3 separate regions of the Mus musculus genome follow, and all the other regions are linked to region 2. The links are chromatin contacts, called in public promoter capture Hi-C maps. All regions are on one chromosome and are shown on one strand. The core of a region is the stretch at or near the end of the contact, and the rest is flanking DNA. Distances in the headings are between cores, read along the strand shown.

Evidence for each region. Promoter capture Hi-C pulls out the DNA fragments that hold promoters and counts their contacts.
Region 1: a contact with region 2 is called in a promoter capture Hi-C map of pre-B cells, with 2.4 times the contacts expected there. The contact joins the enhancer-like site here to the promoter of Fgd1 in region 2. A contact is called at or near these places in 9 of 39 promoter capture datasets (3T3-L1-derived adipocytes, the C10 cell line, the HPC-7 cell line and 5 more).
Region 3: a promoter capture Hi-C map of liver shows a contact between it and region 2, with 5 times the contacts expected there. The contact joins the enhancer-like site here to the promoter of Fgd1 in region 2. A contact is called at or near these places in 5 of 39 promoter capture datasets (the 3T3-L1 cell line, HPC-7-derived erythroid cells, liver and 1 more) and 1 of 115 datasets of contacts at active chromatin or transcription factors (astrocytes).

Annotation. Positions count from the first base shown.
Region 1 is chrX:152,169,900-152,173,202 of GRCm38.p6, forward strand. The region is part of intron 2 of Iqsec2 (IQ motif and Sec7 domain 2); the gene reads left to right. Among named protein-coding and RNA genes, the nearest start is that of Iqsec2, 27 kb to the left of the region's middle. Within about 2 kb of position 1,327, at least 134 of the 459 cell types and tissues checked have an H3K27ac peak or open chromatin away from gene starts, as enhancers often do. A contact at or near this core is called in the HPC-7 cell line, liver and pre-B cells, where this site is marked.
Region 2 is chrX:151,045,779-151,048,703 of GRCm38.p6, forward strand. Fgd1 (FYVE, RhoGEF and PH domain containing 1) reads left to right here and starts at 1,392. Exons shown (of 18, transcript NM_008001.4): 1 at 1,392-2,203. The coding sequence starts at 1,897. Gm46690 (a long non-coding RNA gene) reads right to left here and starts at 314. Exons shown (of 2, transcript XR_001782846.2): 1 at 1-314.
Region 3 is chrX:152,335,259-152,338,638 of GRCm38.p6, forward strand. Tspyl2 (TSPY-like 2) reads right to left here. Exons shown (of 7, transcript NM_029836.4): 7 at 1,593-2,307. The coding sequence ends at 2,159. Among named protein-coding and RNA genes, the nearest start is that of Tspyl2, 5.5 kb to the right of the region's middle. Within about 2 kb of position 1,498, at least 323 of the 459 cell types and tissues checked have an H3K27ac peak or open chromatin away from gene starts, as enhancers often do.

The DNA.
Region 1 (3,303 bases), core at 77-2,576, 1.1 Mb after region 2:
TCACAGTGCTAAGGAGACAGATTCCTGGAGCTCACTGGCCAGCCATCCTGACAAATCAGCGAGAGGCCCCATCTTAAAACAGAAAAAAAAAAAATTGAAGAAGACACCTATTTTCAGGCTCTGGCCTTCACACACACACACACACACACACACACACACGCAAGCACACACACATACACACACACATGCATACATACACATGCACACACATATATACACACACATCACATATACATGTCCTTCTGTACCCACATGCATGCATACCATCTACCCACACATGCACATATACACACATGTTCACACATGCATGCACACACACAACCAATCTCATATTGTTTTAAATGAGTTCATAATTTTGCGGTTGCATCACTTATAGCTATTTTGGGGTGTAGGCGGCCTCCGAGTTGCACGAGAAGCTAAGGAAAGTAGGCTTTGTGGCACAGAAAACAGGGAGAAACTTTGGATCCAGGCTAAGGGCTCCATTTGAGGCTAGGTTGCTTTCTAGCTATTTGACTGGGCAAATTGGTTTGTCTCTTGTAAACCCCAAGTTTCTTCATCCAGTAAGCATCTGCATTCACGAGTGTGAACATACAAGGGCACATGTATGACTGGAGAAGAATTGAGTGGTGGGGAAAAATGCAGGAAGAAGACAAATAGGCCTCAGCTAGTGTAAAAAACTGAATAGCAAGGAGAGAACATGGCAGGTAGACTGCAAACTACCCATGTTGGGGCCCAGGCTTTAGGAATTCAGTACAAGAGTGTAATTAAAACTGAACAACTGACAGTGGGGCAAGGGGCCAAGATGGATACCTGGGTTTCCTGTATATGCAACAGAAATTGTCAGACCTAAAGGCACCTTAAGCAAAGTCCAGATTACAACTGGCCATACCTAAAGATCACAAAGCTATCAGCATAGCCTGCTTCCTAGCTATCTGACTTTTGCCATCACTTAAATACTCTGGTCCTTTGTTTCTCTTTTATAAAATGGTTCTGATTTCACTGAATTGAGGGAAGTTGAAGTAACCCTATGCTCAACATCAAATATCAGTGCAACCAACTGCGCTACAGCCTCCCTTAGACTAACTCGTAACTGTATGATATAGAGTCATGCTGCAAAATGTGGACAAGTTTGTTAAAAGCAATCAGACAGGAGGGGCTAGACTGATCCCATCAGCAGAAGGTAAGGGAGTTCCAGATGTCCCAGAGGAAATCATGGCTGTAAGAGGTCAGGCTGGAACTCCATGGCCCTGGGGACCAGGCTGAGGTTGCTAGGCATGCAATGATAAAAGCAAGAGGTGGCCTGTTGCTAGGGAAGGAGGGAGGGGGTAGGGGAGCCACTGACACCCTCTGAGCCAGGGACATCCCCATGGCAACAGAAGCCACTGGTGTCTGGAGAAGTGGGAGGAGGAGCAATGGCTGGCTTTGTTCCCAGAGGAGGCCTCCCACTCTGGGCCTCAGTGTCCCTATCTGTCCCACTGAAATTTTGGTTTAGGTATTTTGAAGATTCTTCCTTGTTTTGACCTCCTAGGATGACTAAAACCTTACAATCCTTCCTTGGCTCCCCCATTCACATATCTGAGATACTGTAACCATTCCCCAGAGCCGCCCCAGCTATGTCCAGGCCTCCCCTCCCATATGCTTCCTGTTCAGCTCTGCCTGGCTACCCACCCTGCCCAACTACTGCTTCCTGTGCTTGCAGCCTTTTTCACTTACTGCCTGTAACATGCTCTCTGTCTGGGAAGGGGAAGCAATTCCCATCCTGTACAGTGTGGGAAGCCTGCCCCCCATCCACCCGGACTGCTTCCTCCATCCTAAGCTTCACGGATGTCAAAGGTCTGATAACCCCCCCATTTGTGATCACTGGTGCAATTTATTGAGCTATTTCTAAGAGCTGGGCTCTCCACATGATATTTGGCAGGTACATTTATGGTGACATATTGTGATTCCCCACTTTACATAAGACTGTTGGGTAAGCTCCTGGGACTTGTCTAAGGTCTTTCTGATGCCCTGTGGTGGTCCAGGTTTAGAACTTGTCTCTGTATCATTCCTTCTGCCCTAGCCTCGGGTGCAGGTGCGATTTTTCCTCTTGAGCAGCAGCAGCCCTACCAAACGATGGCTGGATACTTTATACGTAGTCTCTAGTTTGTCTTCACTATATTCTTAAAGCCTATATATATACGTGTTATTTTACAAACCAAGATTCTAAGGCTTAGAAAGCTAAGTTAATTTGCCCTGCGGTAAAAATTAAGGTGAGAATCTAGATCATCAGATTGGTAATTACCACAGTGTTGTGAATTTAGCCTGATTACTTTCCTGAAGCATGGAAAAATTCATTTCCTGGGTTGGACAATCTGTTTTTGATGAGGGGTGACAAAGAAAGAGGTAATTGGGGGACCCCTGCCTACAGGGAGCACTAAGTCTAGGGTTGCTACGGGCAAAGATGAGTTAGTTTTAGAATGTGACAAGGTAGATGGCCAGTGTGTAAGAACAAGAGTCTGGAGGGATTGATCTGGCTTCTGATAACAAGACAGAAGGAAGGACGGAGGGGGACTGGGTAATTTTCCCAAAGGAGGAACTTTTCTGGAAGCTCCAGAGAGATGAGTTAGGGCAAATGGTTCCTCTTCTCCCCTTCCTCTCTGGGTTCTCCTGCCTCTGCTTGGCCCAGCCCCCGGAAGTGGGTGACCCCTAAGCTGGCTGAGTGCCTGGTTAGCACCAAAATAAACTTGCCTTCCCTCTCTTTCCCTCCCCTTGCCTCTGTCCCCTCTGTCCTGGCTTTAATTAGCAGCCCTAGGGATGAGTCACTTGGCAGCTGGGGAGGGAGGCTATGCAGAGCCCAGTTAAGCTTCGACTCTTGCCCTGAGCCTTACAGGCAGCACCACAGTGTTCATATGTGTGGGTGTGTATTACTGCATGTCAGGGAGGCTCTGCGTCATTGCTGCTGAGAAAAGTGCAGGGGCAACTTTGCATGCTGCCTCAAGGCCATGCATGTCAGGGTGTCTGCACATAAGCAAATCTGGTGGTTGCTGCATTTGTCTCTGTGTGTCACTGAGTGTCTCTCTGTGTGAACGTCTGGCTGTAATAGCAAGTGTCAGGAAATGAGAGAGGGAGCATTTGGGCTAACAAAGACAAATGCCATAATAATTGCAGTCACTTCTCCTGATGTTTCCCGTATACCAGCCCCGTGCTTGCATTCCCAAATTTCACTTGTTATAGTTTGGGTACATCTTGTTGCAGGGAACAGAAATTTAGCCAAGCTAGCTCAAGAATAGAGAGGGGAGGACTAGACTGAGGCTACACCTCACA
Region 2 (2,925 bases), core at 142-2,641:
AGGAAAAAGGAGAAAAATAAGCATGATATGTCATAGGGAAGCAATTTCAGGAGAAGGGAGAGGTCACTGGTGCTACCTGAATGCTAGCAAGTCCAAGTAGGATGACCTCTAAAGAGATTCTTTTCGGTTTAGTAACGTAAGCTATGGAAGACCTTGATAAGAAAAATAGCTTGGAAGAAGTAGTAGAGGTGAGTTGTAGCAGGGTTAAAGATAAGTGGGAGGTAGGAAATGGGACACTTGACTATGAGCAAGTCTTGAGTCATCTGTAAAAAGAGAAGAGAGATAACTTTTGGTGCTTGTTTTTTTAGATGGGAGAAGATACCTGACTGTTTAAAGCCCAGAGCGAAGGGACTCGGAACGAACTCAGAGGTCTGTTGCTAAGAATTCCAGACCTTTCTTCTGGCGTCTTCTGTTCACTCCATGTAAGTAGGACATGGGCTTATCAGCTAAGTACCGTGGGACGGAGTTGGGGGCACAAATCAAGATCTTGGGGAGACTAGATTTGATATGGCCACCATGGATGAGAGTTATCTAGGCAATGGGGGTGAAACAGAAAAGAAAGTTGACTACTAGTAGGGTGTCGGGTCAGTTCTGAGGGACTTGTAGAAGCTGGGAAATGAGGGTTTATCATGACACAAATGTGGAAAATTGTAGTGTTACCCAGTAGTGTTCAGCTGCCTGGGCACAAGCATGGAAAAAAAGGCAAACAGTTGGACTGGTTCAGTTTTGGGTTGCTGCCAGCCGGGTAACGGACAAAACAAGGGACCGCGACAAAAAGAGTGGAAAAGTAAAGGGCCATGAGATCTGGTCTGAGAAAATAAGTACTAAAGGATCGCTACGTGCCAAGCCTAGCTTAACTCTGGGACATGTGGAAAGGCTTCTGGGAAAGAGTGTGATGGGAGAGCGGAAGAAGGCATGAGATGCGACGGAAGGGTCGATTTCGGAAATTGGGCCCAGAGACTCGCCTCTGTGGGACCAAGGAAGGATGGGAAGGAAAGCTGAAGGGCCAGCAGAAGGAGGGCCTTAAGCTCCTAGCAGTTAGAGGTGAAACTGGCCCTAGCGAGGGGGCGTGGCCAAGCTCAAATCCCGACGAGGGGGCGGGGCTCCAATAACTGGGTCTCAGCGCCGCGGTGGCTGCGGCTGTCTCAGCAACGGCTCGCGCCTCCCCATCCCCCAGTTCCCAGGGCTCTTCCCGCCTGCCGCGGTGCAGACCCAGGACGAAGGCGGAGAAGCCCGGTCCAGCCCGGTCCTCCGCCCGCACGGCTGGAGCATCGTTCCGGAGGACTGCCCGAAGGCAAGCCTCGCAGCCGGAGAGCGCGGCGCACACGCGCGCCTCCCGGCCGCGGCCGTCCTCTCTTCCCTCCTTCCTCTCCTCTCCCCCTCCCCTCTCCTCCGCCCCCAGCCTCCGCTGCGGCGGGAGGAAGAACCCTTCCCGACTAGCCCAGAGAACCCAGGTCGATTCTCATTCCGGGAGAAAGAGACCCCCCTCGGTGGGATCCGGCTGGCCGCTCGCCCCCGGCTACGGAAGTGACTGGTCATCTATTAGGAGAGCTCGTGCCTAGCGCAGCCCCCGACCCTCGCCTAGCCGCAGCCGCATAGACAGCGCTCCCCAGCGGGCCCCCGGCCCCGCCGAGCCCACTCCCCGCTTGGGGCCAGGGCTGGCGATGCCTGGCGCGGCAACGGCGGTGGCCGCGGCTGCTGCTGCTGCTGCCGCCACGGCTGCTGGCCGGAGCCCGGGTCGGGGGCTCGAGTCTCCGCAGTGGGGCTGAGCCCGCAGCCCCGCCCCCCGAGCCTGAGGCCGCTGCTCCGCCGGGCGCCGGGCCTTCTCCGCCCGCGCCTCCGCCCCAGGAACTGGAGCCAAGCGGGGAGCCCGGGCCCCGCGCCCAGGCCCGGACCATGCATGGCCACCGAGTCCCGGGGGGCCCTGGGCCTTCGGATCCCGAACGCTCAGCGGCAAATACCCCCGGTGCCGCTCCGCTGGCCTGTGCCGACTCGGACCCTGGAGCCTTGGAACCCGGGCTGCCGGTGAGCAGGGGCTCAGGCACGGCTCTTGGAGGCCCTTTGGATCCTCAGTTTGTTGGACCCTCGGATGCCAGCCTGGGAGCGCCTCCAAGCTCCCGGGTCTTACCCTGCGGCCCTAGTCCTCAGCACCACCGGGCCCTGCGCTTCTCCTACCACCTGGAGGGCTCGCAGCCTCGGCCTGGTGAGTGATCCAGACAGCATGGGAACCTGGGCCACGGGCCTGGTACCGGGAACGGGTTCTTGTTCTAGGACTTGGAGCCGACATGCTCACCCTAGCCCCTTGGGTCCCCTCAACCCCTACCCCCACCTCCTGCAGTATTCGGTCCAGTCCTTTCAGCCTTTGCCCCTTGCTCTTATCTGTCCCTTGCGCCCTCAAGCCTTAAGACTCCTTTCTCTTCTAACTGTTGAGGCTAACAGGAGAGGAAGCACTCCAAGAAAAGGGGGCAGGATTTCAGGGCAGCAATGGGGATGTGGTTGGAATAGGAGAAAAGAAGTCTCCCATTAGCTAAGTGACTACATTTGTGCATGGCACTGAACTGGGTACTTTTACAAGGGTTTTTGTTTCAGCTTCAGGAGCCATCTGTGAAGTGGATATCATCAATTACATTTTTAGGGGTGCAGACTGAGGCTTTGAGAAGTAACTTGTCCAAGGTCACACTGTCATTATGGTGCCTGGATTTAAAAACAGATCAGAGTCCAAAATCTGTGGTCTTCCCGCTTCCCCAAACTGAAGCTGGAGAGTAATGCAAGCTTTCTCCTTATGTGATTTCCCCTTATACGACTCAGTAGCCCGAAAGTATGAGCAAAAGAGAGAGGGAGATGGTGGACTGATCCTAGATTGTGCTTCTGCTAGGTGTGTGTGGCCACAGGACAAGGGGAGGAAGAGGTAGGGGGTATTGATGA
Region 3 (3,380 bases), core at 248-2,747, 1.3 Mb after region 2:
CATCAGGGAAATGCAAATCCAAACAACCCTGAGATTCCACCTCACACCAGTCAGAATGGCTAGGATCAAAAATTCAGGTGACAGCAGATGCTGGCGTGGATGTGGAGAAAGAGGAACACTCCTCCATTGTTGGTGGGATTGCAAGCTTGTACTCTGGAAATCAGCCTGACGGTTCCTCAGAAAACTGGACATAGTACTACTGGAAGATCCAGCAATACCTCTCCTGGGCATAAACCCAGAAGATGTTCCAACTGGTAATAAGGACACATGCTCCACTATGTTCATAGCAGCCCTATTTATAATAGCCAGAGGCTGGAAAGAACCCAGATGTCCCTCAACAGAGGAATGGATACAGAAAATGTGGCACATTTACACAATGGAGTACTACTCAGCTATTAAAAACCATGAAATTATGAAATTCTTGGGCAAATGGATGTATCTGGAGGATATCGTCTTGAGTGAGGTAACCCAATCACAAAAGAAGTCACTTGATATGCACTCACTTGATAAGTGGATATTAGCCCAGAAACCTAGAATACCCAAGATACAATTTCCAAAACACAAGAAAATCAAGAAGGAAGAACAACTCGTGGATACTTCATTCCTCCCTAGAATAGGGAATAAAATATCCATGGAAGGAGTTACAGAGACAAAGTTTAGAGCTAAGATGAAAGGATGGACCATCCATAGACTGCCCCACCCTGGGGTCCATCCCATAATCAGCCACCAAATGCAGACACTATTGCATACACCAGCAAGATTTTGCTGAAAGGACCCTGATATAGCTGTCTCCTGTGAGGCTTTGCCAGTGCCTGGCAAATATAGAAGTGGATGCTCACAGTCATCTATAGGATGGAACACAGGGCCCCCAATGGAGAAGCTAGAGAAAGCACCCAAGGAGCTGAAGGGGTCTGCAACCCTGTAGGTGGAACAACAATATAAACTAACCAGTACCCCTAGAGCTCGTGTCTCTAGCTGCTTATGTAGCAGAAGGTGGCCTAATTGGCCATCTTTGGGAAGAGAGGCCCCTTGTATTGCATACTTTATATGCCCCAGTATAGGGGAATGCCAGGGCCAAGAAGTGGGAGTGGGTGGGTAGGGGAGCAGGGCGGGGTAGCGGGGCTGGGGGTGGGAGGGTATAGGGGACTTTTGGGATAGCATTTGAAATGCAAATGAAGAAAATGTCCAATAAAAAAAAGAAGGAAAAAACAAAAAAAGAAAAATAGCTCCTCTAACCCAGCTCGAACTAAGCTTGAAAAGATGGTTTGACGCACTGTAAATGAATAGATGAATCACCAAATAGATGGTCTAGGCCGCAGGATCTGTCTGCGCATGCGCCATAGGAAAGGCGTGGGATGCTCTTTTCTTCCTAGCTGGGTTTCTTCGGTCTCGGAGCGTGGGTGCTGGGGGGGGGGCGCCCCCTCAACCTGTCCAGTCATTGGCTAGGATGGCCCGCATTGCTTTGACGCAATGCTTCTGCAGTCTCGCGGAGCTCCACTCCGCCAGTGAAAACGTTTGGTACAACCATGGTGCTGGGGCGGCTCCTCCAGGCTTAGCGACGGCGCACCCAGGCGGACAAAAGACTCCAAGAGGCACTTTGAATTTGCTCAGTTTTATTAGGCTCGTTGAGGGTCACGGGGAAAGGGGCGGGGCTTCTGGGGAGCAGGAATCCCACAAAGGCGAAGCTGCCTTGCAAAGACACTGAGGCGGGCTAGCAGTCAGGGCTGTTGAAGGGAAGAAAGGAGTTGCAGAGTAACTCTGGAGAAGGGGTAGCAGAGTCTGAGGCCACAGTGCAATTGTGACGAAGGTCACAGCGGCCCTTCTCGCTTAGAGATAGGATGTCCACGCAGCACGGAGAGAGGGGCTTGGGCCTAAGCTCACGAGAAGGGGGCTAGAGGGGCCCTGACCAAGGCATCACAATAAATAAGATTAGCAGCACACAGAAGCCTGCAGTGGAGGAGGGCCGAAGGGGAGCGTGGTCCCTCCTCCAAATAAGAACTCTGCAATTACTAAACCATAAAAATAAACTTTAAACCCGTGTAATAAGTCTGTCTCCCCCCAGAAGTGCAATATGGGGCCGCACAGCCCTAGCTGAAGAGGAGGGCAAATGGGAGAGGGCATAGGGGTATATATAGAGAGCCCCTAGAGGGCAAGATGTTTATCCGATTTTCCCTTTCTTCCCCAGGCTGGCCCAAGCTTTTGGGACCGGCAGCACTTCCTGAATATCAGAATCTTCGGAGTTCACCTCACTTCTTTCCTCCCCATAGATTCGCTCATCTTCATAGCTGTCCTCACTTAGCTGGCTGGCTGTGAAGGAGAGAGGAGGACACAGGGGAAGGTAGTTGGATACCCCTTGAAAAGTGAACAGAACAAAATGGCTGTGGCTTTTGAGGGCTGGGGACCACTAGTCACCAGTGCCTCTGTTTGGGACAGGGAGGAAGGGGAGATAAAGTGCCATTGAGATTGTGCTCATATCCAAGGTTAGAAGAGGGAGGGAGGGAGGGAGGCAAGACAGCAGGGCATTCATCTTTGTCAGATCAAAACTGATACATTCCCCTTTCTCCTGCTCCCACACTCCTCAAAGTGCTTCTGTTTCTGAGTGAGGCCTTGGCTTTTTACTTATTACTTTTTGCACCTAGTGTGACCCAAACATAGGCTGTAGTCTGCCTTCTTCAGTCTTGTTCCCCATCCCCACTCCACTCCAGAGCTAGGCAGCTCTGCCTCCAATTTTTGGAGAAAAGAGATGGTGTCAGATGGGAGGCAAAGAGGACTGACAATTCCCTTAGTTTCCCCAGCCTACCCCAAAATGTGTGTCTGTGGATCCTCCCTTCTGCACACTTTCACCCTTAGTGCCTTGCTTAAACCTTCAGACGTGGCTGGTTTTCCTATCTCTGCCACCTACCCCTGGGGTTCACCTCTCCTTTGTCTGCCCACAGCCAGGTTCAAATGAGTTCTTTTCCCAGTCTTCCAGATCAGAACTAAACCTGGGAGTCAATTTAAATATTGCATTAGCCCTCAGACTTCCATGTGCAGTCTTTCCTAAGCAGTTTCCCAAATGTATACAGTGTTGGACAAAGAACATGTTTTGTGGTCAAGAGGTCTGGGAAATGTGGAGCTCTGCAAAGTGAAATAGGGGTTTTAAAGGCAGGATTCTTAGAATGTGTAGAGGATATTTATGTATTATTTGCCTAACACATTTGATCAACAATGAATGAGTGAAGGGTCCTCTGATAATCTTGGAAGCCTTGCCAAACATTGTGTCGCTAATCCATGCCATGGAGAAGGCTCGACAATAATGGTACCTCCTTCCCCTAGCTCTCCCTCTCCTTTCCCACTCCTTGAGGTAAAATTAACTGCCCTGTCCTCTGACCGGAGAGAAC